Regions from separate parts of the Mus musculus genome. Here region 2 is linked to region 1. A link is a contact called in public Hi-C data. All regions are on one chromosome and are shown on one strand. The core of a region is the stretch at or near the end of the contact, and the rest is flanking DNA. Distances in the headings are between cores, read along the strand shown.

Region 1 (4,857 bases), core at 1,185-3,684:
CTCTTGAGTGCTAACCCATTGTGCTAATCTCGTCCCCTTTATTTATGGTGCTTTCTGACTTTGTTTGAAGTTGTCCGTTCTCTTATCCTGACTTTTCTCATTCACTGTATTACATGGAGGCTGCTTCTTGTCCACCATCCTTGCCCAGGTCTCTTCACCGTAAAGCCTCTGCCCCATAATGGGAGTGGTCGTGGAGTTTCAGTGCAAAGAGGGAAAACACCATGCCTGTAAATAATTATGAAAGCACAGTGCTTCAGTGTATCATAGATTAATAAATGAAATTGTGAATGTGGGGCCACAGATAGAATGGCACACCTTGCATGACCTGGGCAAACACACCACTATTGGGTTGTCTGTACCATTAGCCCTCACATAGTAATTTTGGGTTTGGAGTGTTGGCCAGTGAACCCAAGACCTTGCTTGCTGGGTAAGTGCTTTACTTACGAAGCGACATCACTGGCTCTTGCTATTGGATGCATTTCTGTTTGTTTTAGACAAAGTCTTGCTATGTAGCCAGGCTGGCCTTGAAATTGAATTGTAATTCACTTAGATCAGCCTCTGGGTGGGGGGTGGGGACGTTATATAAATTCCAGTAGGATCCAAACTAACAATTTTAAAAAGATATTGGTATTTTGTTTTGGAAAAAAATGTTTATGGTTATATTTTACCTGTATGTATGCATGTATGTATGTGTACTATGTGTTGTGTCTGTGTGTGTGTGTGTGTGAGTGTGTGTGTGTGTGTGTGTGTGAGTGTGTGTGTGTGTGTGTGTGTGTGTGTGTGTGTGTGTGTAGGCTAGAAGAGCGTGCCAGATCCCCTTTAACTGGAGTTGCAGATGGATGTGAGCTGCTTGCCGAGCGGATGCTGGGGACCTGTCTTGGTCCTCTAGACTAGCCAGTGCTCTCTGCTCTCAACCACTGATGGTAGTTTTGTTCCTGGAAATGATGTTGTTGAATAAAAAGTCTATCAGGAATGAATGTTTATAAATGAAAATGCTGCGGTTATTTTTTGCTCAGAGTTTTGGTTGCAGTTGTTTGGGGTTTGGCTTTAAAATCTGCCCTGTTCTTAGGAGCTCTGCCAGTGCCGGCCTGGAGAAGGGAACTGCCCCTGCTGTAAGGAGTGCATGCTGTGCCTCGGGGCCCTGTGGGACGAGTGCTGCGACTGTGTCGGTGAGTCCACAGGCCAGGGCCAGCTTCTAAGTCACAGAATAGGATCCTTGACTAAATGATGCAGGGGGCGCACGCGTGCACACACACACACACACACACACACACACACTGTTGTTACCTTCTGTCAGGTTCCCTTATAGACCTTTGCAGTCCTGGGGCTGCCCTTCCTTTTAGGTTGAAGCTGTCCCCACACTTTTCACAGGTGAGGTACATCCTCTGAGAGGACTCCAGTAAGAACACAGCCTTTGTCTTCTGCCTCAGTTATATGTACCTTCGTATATATTTTGTCTTTCTTCCCAACTCCCTGCAACAAGAGTTTCTCAGCCGCCAGGCTGGGTGGCAGGAGGCCTGTAATCCCAGCTATTCAGGAGACTGAGGCAGGAGGATCACAAATTCTAGGCATGCATGTGCTCACAGAATGACTTTAATGCCTACCTGACTCAAAATAAAACAAATAATTAAATTAACAAAACAAGAAAAAGAAAGAAAAAAAGCATGACAAAGGGCTCTCGGTGGTAGAGCACGGTTTCAGCCATGTGTGAGGCCCTAGTGAGACTACACTACCAAAGGGGACAAGGTGGGAGGGAGGGGAAGAGAGAGGACTGCTTTCTCCTTTGCTCTTGATGTTTCTAACATTTATTTTTGCTTTATGTGTATGGGTGCCTGTGTGTATGTTGTTGCACATTGGGTGCAAGGCCCGTGGAGGCCAGAAGGGGCTGCTGGATCCCTGCAGTTGGAGACAGTTGTGAGCTGCCCTGTGGTGCTGGGAATGGAGTCCAGACCCTATGACCCACTGACCCTTCCCCAGCACTAACTTTCCTCTCTCTGATGTCCACTCAGAGACCCTGCTTGTTTCCATCGTACAGTCCAACACATTCTTTCAGTAAAGATTGCAGGAAGATCAGCCCCTGGGAGGAAGAGGGTTAGGGTAAGGTGAGGAGTTCTGGGAGGAGTCACGGGTACTGAGGGATGCTGGGAGACCTGGCCAGCATCTGTCTTGATATGTTAATAGGTACCTCAGTTAGCCATTTGTCCCAGGTTTCTGAGACTACCAGGGCTAGATTAATAGCTTATCAGAACTCCATTGATTATAAAACCCTGAACTCTCGAAGTCTAACAATGGCAGAGAGAGAATGAAATCTGAAAACTTTTTAAACTCATTTAGTGACTATCTCCTTTGGAGTGAGGTCTGCCAGCAGGGTAAATTGTGTCAGCTTTTCTCAGCAGGAGACCTAGTAGCTCTAGGAAAATGAGGCCTGAGGCCTGATTCAGTGACCTAACAGGGCAGCTGCAGTCTTGGGGAAGTTGCTGGTGTGACTGCTGCTGTTTGACAAAGCTACTGGAGCCTAGCCACCAACATCCTCAGAGCTCTGAGGCTGACCCTTAGCAGGTGCTATAATCCAAATGACCTGTTTTAAAGTGCTAGACATGTAATGCTACCTGGGCAGTTACCCTAGGCGCCCATGGTCTGAGTGGCTTCTCTGGGGGGCAGTGGTCCTTCTTTGGCTATCAAACAAGGCAGCATTAAATCTTTAGCTGTAGCACAGAGCAGCTCTGGCCTTTGCCAGGCCCAGAGTGTCTGAGAGGTTTTTATGTAGAAGAGGATTTAGGGAAACTAGCTCACTCTGACCAGGCAGAAGATGAAAGGCAGTCTACCCTCAGGGCTGAGCCCTGGTGGCCAGTGAGGCATGGGCAGTTTTCCCAAGTGCTTAGCCTTTCCACAATCCAGGTGGAGTCCTCGGCGCCCTGTCTGTCTTCTTCGGAGACCTTACAGTTGCTGCTGCTAGGAGCTGGCGTTTCTGTCTAGTATAGAAGCTTTTTCATTAAATATTTTAAATGCTATCCCCACCAGATCTCTGAAAACTTTGAGGAACATAATCTATTAAGTATACCAGAGTTAAAGAAACTTTACTTGTTTTTAGTTACTTCTTAAAACAAGTAACTTTTTTTCATGGCTTAACTTGAAAACACATACAGGAGGCTAAATAAAACTCATCATTGTGAATGAATTACAACTGTACTTAGCATGGTGTCTTAGGTAGGGTTTTACTGCTGTGAACAGACACCATGACCAAGACTGGCTCCCACGTGCTTAGGAGGAAGGTCTCATTGCCCACCCTCACAGTGACATACTTTCTCCAACAAGGCCACACCTCCTAATGGTGCCAGTCCCTGGGCCAAGCATATTTAAGCCATGACACATGGCTGTAAGCATATCTCTGAGAGCATTAAAGAGCATGAATCCTTTATGAGGTCAGTAAGCTAACTGACCATTAACTTACATGTCTTAATTATCTAACAGTTTACAAGCTTTTATGAGATTAGGATTTTACAGCTTTATGCCTGTTAAGTTTAAGCCTTAAATTTTTGAGTTAAAGATTTAATTGAAGAGCCTTTAGAACCAAAATAAAACTTTAAACTATAAATTTAGTTAATAGAGACTGGGAACTTTATCCCTTTATAGTGCATCATTATAGAATATCAGAACTTTTTATATGACTCAGTTTAAACAAGAGTTGAATCCAAGTGTTACGGTTTGTACGCACTCAGCCCAGGTAGTGGCACTATTAGAAGCTGTGGCCCTGTTGGAGTAGAAGTGTCACTGTGAGTGTGGCCTTTAAGACCCTCACCCTAGCTTCCTGTAAGTTAGTCTTCCACCAGCAGCCTTCACATGAAGATGTAGAACTCTCAGCTCCTCCTGCACCATGCCTGCCTGGATACTGCCATGTTCCCACCTTGATGATACTGGACTGAACCTCTGAACCTGTAAGCCAGCCCCAATTAAATGTTGTCCTTTATAAGACTTGCCTTGGTCATGATGTCTATTCACAGCAGTAAAACCCTAAAACACCAAGTTACATTTACAATATATCCTAAACAAAAGTTATATCACATATAGAGTTATGTTGTAGCAAATTAAAATTACCTATAAATAGGTTTTGAAGTATAAACCTTTTTGTTAAAAGGTTTAAGCCAAATTTTGCTACAGATTTTACAGAATTTTTTTACTATACCCATTGAATTTTCAAATCCTGAGATAAAGACTGTTTACACAATAGTCTTAAAAGACTTCTTGAGAGCAGAGTGTAGAGAAATCATAGTATAACTTTAGGTTTTTCAAACCTTATTTTTAATGATGGTTCTTAAATGCTTCAACCTCCCTGTTAGCCCACCACCCACCAGAGGTAGTGGGAAAGAAAAGATACAGGGGAGGTGGACCTGTTTAGAAAGGTTCTTTAGAGCAACTCCCGCCTGTGTTGTCTGAAAATCTGCAGTTCAGTTCAGTTCACAGATTAGCAGCAACAGCTTGGTCCACTTGCAAACAATTCACTGATACACCAGTAGTCCAGTTCAGTAGAGTCAGGATAGCAACAACAATGGCACAACCTAATAGATAGCCAGGCCTCTGCCTCCGTACATGTCAACAGGAGGGACCCAAAGGGTCACCAGAAGTTCTTGGCTGTGCCTCTCTCAGGGAAGCGAAGATCAGCAAAGATGTGAGACCCACAAAGGTTGCACAGCTAGCTATACCAGCAAGCCAAGCTCTGTCTCCATCACTCTGTGGAGTCCTATTTATGCCCTCCAAACATCAGGTGTCCTCCATGTGGCTTGCCTCAGCGCGTGCATCCAGCCAGCCCGAGTCCGTGGAAGCAGCAAGAAACTGCAGTGAACCACCAGAAGTTTTTTG
Region 2 (4,857 bases), core at 907-3,406, 280 kb before region 1:
CAACTGCTAGAGCAGGCTTTACTTAATGCCAGAGAGATGGTGCCTCGAATTCTGGCCCTCCATAATCGGGGCCCAGGACCCAGTCACTCAGTGGCCAGGCTTCAAGAGAATGCAATTTATCTATCTCAAGCTGGGATCTTTGTAGCTAAGGATAGGGAAGGGAGAAGGGAAGCTCGTTAGGAACACAGAGGGGAAGTTGGCTGTTTCCCTTAAATAAAATGTCTGCCATCTCTTTCTGTAACTGGTGGGTTTTGGATGGGGGGGTGAGCCGGTGACAAGGTCTGATGTGTTCTGCAACGCTCAGAACGCTGGCTTCCTGCAACGGTGACCTCAGTTTATGGGCCCCAGCCTTTCAAAACCAGTTTGAGCCTGGGAATTTATCTTCAGCCATGACCTTAGAGACTCGGTGGTTCCACAGATGTCATTTTGCTCATCCCTGTAGGTCTTTATTTTACTACTGAGGATAGAACCCTGGGTTTCATGCATACCAGGAAAGTAGTCTACAGTGGAGTTATATCCCTAGCCCTGTGGTATGGTGAACCCTGAGGAAGACGAGCCTTCATCCAAAAGGAGGCACGAAAGGCCTGTACATACTTGTTTTCTGTAGGAAAAGAATAAACTGAGATAAACTCACTTCAAACAAACACCGGAAGATGACGTTGGTTTTTCAGGAAAGTCCTGTAACATACTTTGAGACCCACAGGAAGACACTCATGCCCACACAGGCACTGGTACTGCCAAGCATAATAACTAAGGAGCTCTGGGTTCTGTGGCAGAGCCATCTCTGGGTCTCTGCAGGGATGGCCCAGGAGCTCTGAGCACACCCACATATGAGATGCTGTGACATAAGATGATAATCTTAATCTTAATCTTCGAGCCGTTGGAGAGGAGGGACCCTCAGTTGATAAAATGCCTCCATCAGATCAGGCCGTATGCAAGAATATAGGGCATTTTCTTAATGAATGATTGATTGGGAGGGCCCAATTCATGGTGGTTGGTGGTGCTACCTCTGGGCTGAGCAGTCCTGATGCTTCAACGCTGAACAGTGATAACCCTTCCCTCCCCAAGCTGCTTTTGGCCATGGTGTTTCATCACAGAGATAGTAACCCTGACTACGACACTCACCTAACTGGGCCTTTATAGTCACCGAGGTCCCTATCTTCCCCTCCCTTCCCACGGGCTCTGGCCTTATTCTTTCTCTGCTTCTCTGGGTTTGACTGTGTCCAATATCATGTAGTTGGGATCATGCAATCGAAAGCAGAGTGGAGGTAGGGCATTAAAATAGATCACTTCTTTCCCTCTCATCTGTCTGTCCTGGATGCTTCTCACAACCCATTGATTTCAGAATCTACCATCATATCCCTTGTACAGTCAGGGACTGAATGTGGGTGGGTTTTGCCTTAAAATCCGCAAGAGAGGATCCAAAGATTATATTAAAGACTTGTGGAGGCGGTAGGAAAGACAGAAGGAAAGAGGGAGAAAAGAGACTTCTTTTTTAAAAAAGATTTATTGATTTATTTTATGTATCAGTAGCTGTAAAAATGGTTGTGAGCCATCATGTGGTTGCTGAGAATTGAACTCAGGACCTCTGCTCACTCTGGCCCCACTCACTCCAGCCCAAAGATTTATTTATTATTATATGTAAGTACACTGTAGCTGTCTTCACACACACACCAGGAGAGGGCATTATCGATGCCCAGACACTATTGCTGATGCCAGCACCTGATCAATACAGATGCAGGTACTCACAGGCAAACATCTCATTACAGATGGTTGTGAACCATCATGTGTTTGCTAGGAATTGAACTCAGGACCTCTGGAAGAGCAGTCAGTGCTCTTAACCGCTGAGCCATCTCTTCAGCCCCGAAAAGAGAATTAATTAACTATAGGTGGCTAATCAGTGGAGAATTACCATCCTTATGAACTGTAAATGATTGCCAGGAAGACATGCTGTCTACAAGCTCTGCTTATGTTCCCTGCCAGGCTGAGCAAATAGGATGGAGACCTGGGCTTGCTTCACTGAACGCATTCACAATGGTAGGGGAGACATCATGAAAACGGCCTCTGTGTCTCCAATGACAGACACAACACCGCTCATGAGTTTATGCCACCATATCAGAGACATGAGGATTCACCAAGAAACAGTCGACAAACATCCGCTAGATGGCAGCCTAGGGCAGGAGTGAGAACAACGTGGAGCTGGCTGCCCAGGGACAGAAGAGATGTGAGTGAGAGAAGGGGAAGGAAAACGGGAGGGGCAGTAGGATCAGGTACGGGAAGAGACAGGAAAGAAGTACAGAGGGTGAGGAAATTGAACAGAAATATGTAGCAGTGAGGGATTGGGAACTGGGGAGAGCCACTACAAAGTCCCAGATGCCAGGGAAGCAAGAGGTTCCCAGGACCCAACAGGAATGACATTAGCTGAAATACCCAACAAAGGGGAGAGAGAACCTGTAGAGACCATCTCCAGTAGATAGACATGGCCCCCTGTTGACGGATGGGGCCACCCACCCATCTCAAAAACGTTAACCCAGAATTGCTCCCGTCTAAACGAAATGCAGAAACAACAACAACAAAAATGAAGCAGAGACTGAAGGAAAGAAAAGGCCATCCAGAGACTGCCCCACCTAGGCATCCAGCCCACCCGCAGACACTATTGCCGATGCCAAGAAGTGCTTGCCGACAGAGATCTGGTATGGCTGTCCCCTGAGAGGCTTTGCCAGCACCTGACCAATACAGATGCAGATACTCACAGCCAACCACTGGACTGAGCCAGGGGACCCTAGTGGAAGAGTTAGGAGAAGAACTGAAGGAGCTGAAGGGGTTTGCCACCTCATAGGAAGAACAATATTAACCAAACAGAATATCCCACCCCCCCAGAAACTCCCAGGAACTAAACCACCAACCAAAGAGTACACATGGTGGGATTCATGGCTCCAGCCGCATATGTTGCAGAGGATGACCTTGTCTGGTATCAATGGGAGGAGAGGCCCTTGGTCCTGTTTTTATTTCCTGCTGATATTTCTACATCACATGAATTTTGCAAACACATTATTAGTTTGACAAACATGAAACCAAAAGTGTTCTGCTATAGATTGGGGAAGCGCAGGCTTGGCACATCCACAGAGTCACCGCTAACAGGAGAGTTGAGTCCCAGACAGTCAAATGCTTTTTTTTTTTTTTTTTTTTTTTTTTTTTTTTGCTCAGGACTTAATGTTGGGTTTAGAGACAATAGTTGTAGATTTGAGTCCTTTTTTTAAAAAAAAAAAAAAAAAAAAAACGTGTCTCTACATAATAATTAACTATCCTTCTAAAACTGGAAGGAACACCAAGCTATTTGTTATTCCGACCGTGAAAGCGCGTGAAAGCACTTCTGCTGTCTGCAAAGCAGCACTCCACATTCTCGAGACAGCACGTGGCTCACAGTCAAGCGATGAGCTGTGGCCGGGTAGCACACTGGTTAGGTTTTTTTTTTTTTTTTTTTCCTTGCACTTCTTCACTTTTCATTTCTGATGTCTGTGTAAAGCAGGTGACAACAAAATCCGTCATTTGCAGAGGCCGTCACAGGTAGGTGAGGGTTCTAACACAGAGTGTTTACGGAGTTACCTTTAAGGAATTGCAGGGCCAGGGAAAGGCAGCTTTCTGCCTGTTAGTTCAGGTTCCTTCTCTGATGCTGCTGGGGTGTGAAAAGTGCCCAATAAGTGCAGCTCAGAAGAGGAGGCGGGGCCAATATGTGCAGCTCAGAAGAGGAGGCGGGGCCAATATGTGCAGCTCAGAAGAGGAGGCGGGGCCCTCAGCAGGCTCCTCAAGCACTGGATGTTCTTCCTTTACATTTGTCTGCAGGGGAGAGTGAATGGGGACAAGAAGTGGAGCCCAGAAGGTCGGGAGTCCTCAGAAAAGGCCAGAGGGCTAACATGTCCCCTCCTAAGCTGTCCCCCTCAGTCAGTGTGTCCTGACAGCTGCCCTGTGAGGCACGCATGTGATTTCTTTTTTTAAAAAAAAATTTTTTTTTCATTTTGCATGTATGAGTGTTTTGTCTGCTTGTATGACTATACACCACTGCAGTGAGGAACTAGAAGAATGTGTTGATCCGCTGGAGCCGGACTGTCAAGTGATCATTAGCCACAGCATAGGTGCTGGCCCTCTGCAAGAGCAGCCAGGGCACATAACCAATGCACTGCCTTGCCAGCACACCCATATGATCTTATTAAGGATAAACTCAAATGCCAGATTAATTTGTGGGTTATCTTCTTCCATTTTGATTAAATATATTCCTTCGGCATGGACAAAAGTTTGCTAAGTGGATAAAAAGAGTAGCCCATAGTTTTCTCCGAGGAATCTCATGGGATAGCCTGAGTTCTCGCCATGCCACTCAGATTGACCTAAAATTTAAAATATGTACAGTGTTTATTTCTGAAAATTTCCATTTCAGATTTATTTTCCTTTTGAAAAGGGTTACTTTTAACTCTGTATATGTGGGTGTCTCTGTGTGAGGGCACACATATATGTGTGCAGGTGCCTATAACGACCCATAGATGGCCCTAGGTCAACGTGGAACTAGAGTTACAGGCCATTGTGAGTCCCTGGACTTGAGTGCTGGAACCAAATTCAGACCATCTCCAAGAACAGTCAGCACTCTGCACCCTCCCCCTGCTCCACCCCTGCTGAAGACATCACTGCCTGTGATGAGCAGGCGTGAACTTCTATCATTTGTAAAACTGATTACTGTTGTTGTCTGACAATACACAGGATTTCTACTTTGCACACAGGGGCTTTCTTCCTGAGTTAACACTTTAGATTGAGAATCTAAAACCATGGGAGACAATTGTGGATCACCCTTGACCAAGAACAACCTGG

The links. Hi-C and Micro-C count contacts between places; a contact is called where the count stands out from the background.
Region 2: a Hi-C map of rod photoreceptor shows a contact between it and region 1, with 4 times the contacts expected there. The contact joins two enhancer-like sites. A contact is called at or near these places in 1 of 39 promoter capture datasets (the HPC-7 cell line), 11 of 484 Hi-C or Micro-C datasets (the 63-12 cell line, B cells, Th1 cells and 3 more) and 1 of 9 other capture datasets (embryonic stem cells).

The regions. Positions count from the first base shown.
Region 1 is chr17:65,934,113-65,938,969 of GRCm38.p6, reverse strand. It overlaps Twsg1 (twisted gastrulation BMP signaling modulator 1), which reads left to right. Exons shown (of 5, transcript NM_023053.3): 3 at 1,070-1,169. Among named protein-coding and RNA genes, the nearest start is that of Twsg1, 15 kb to the left of the region's middle. Within about 2 kb of position 2,434, at least 16 of the 459 cell types and tissues checked have an H3K27ac peak or open chromatin away from gene starts, as enhancers often do. A contact at or near this core is called in rod photoreceptor, where this site is marked.
Region 2 is chr17:66,218,765-66,223,621 of GRCm38.p6, reverse strand. No RefSeq gene overlaps it. Among named protein-coding and RNA genes, the nearest start is that of Gm20742, 29 kb to the right of the region's middle. Within about 2 kb of position 2,156, at least 4 of the 459 cell types and tissues checked have an H3K27ac peak or open chromatin away from gene starts, as enhancers often do. A contact at or near this core is called in rod photoreceptor, where this site is marked.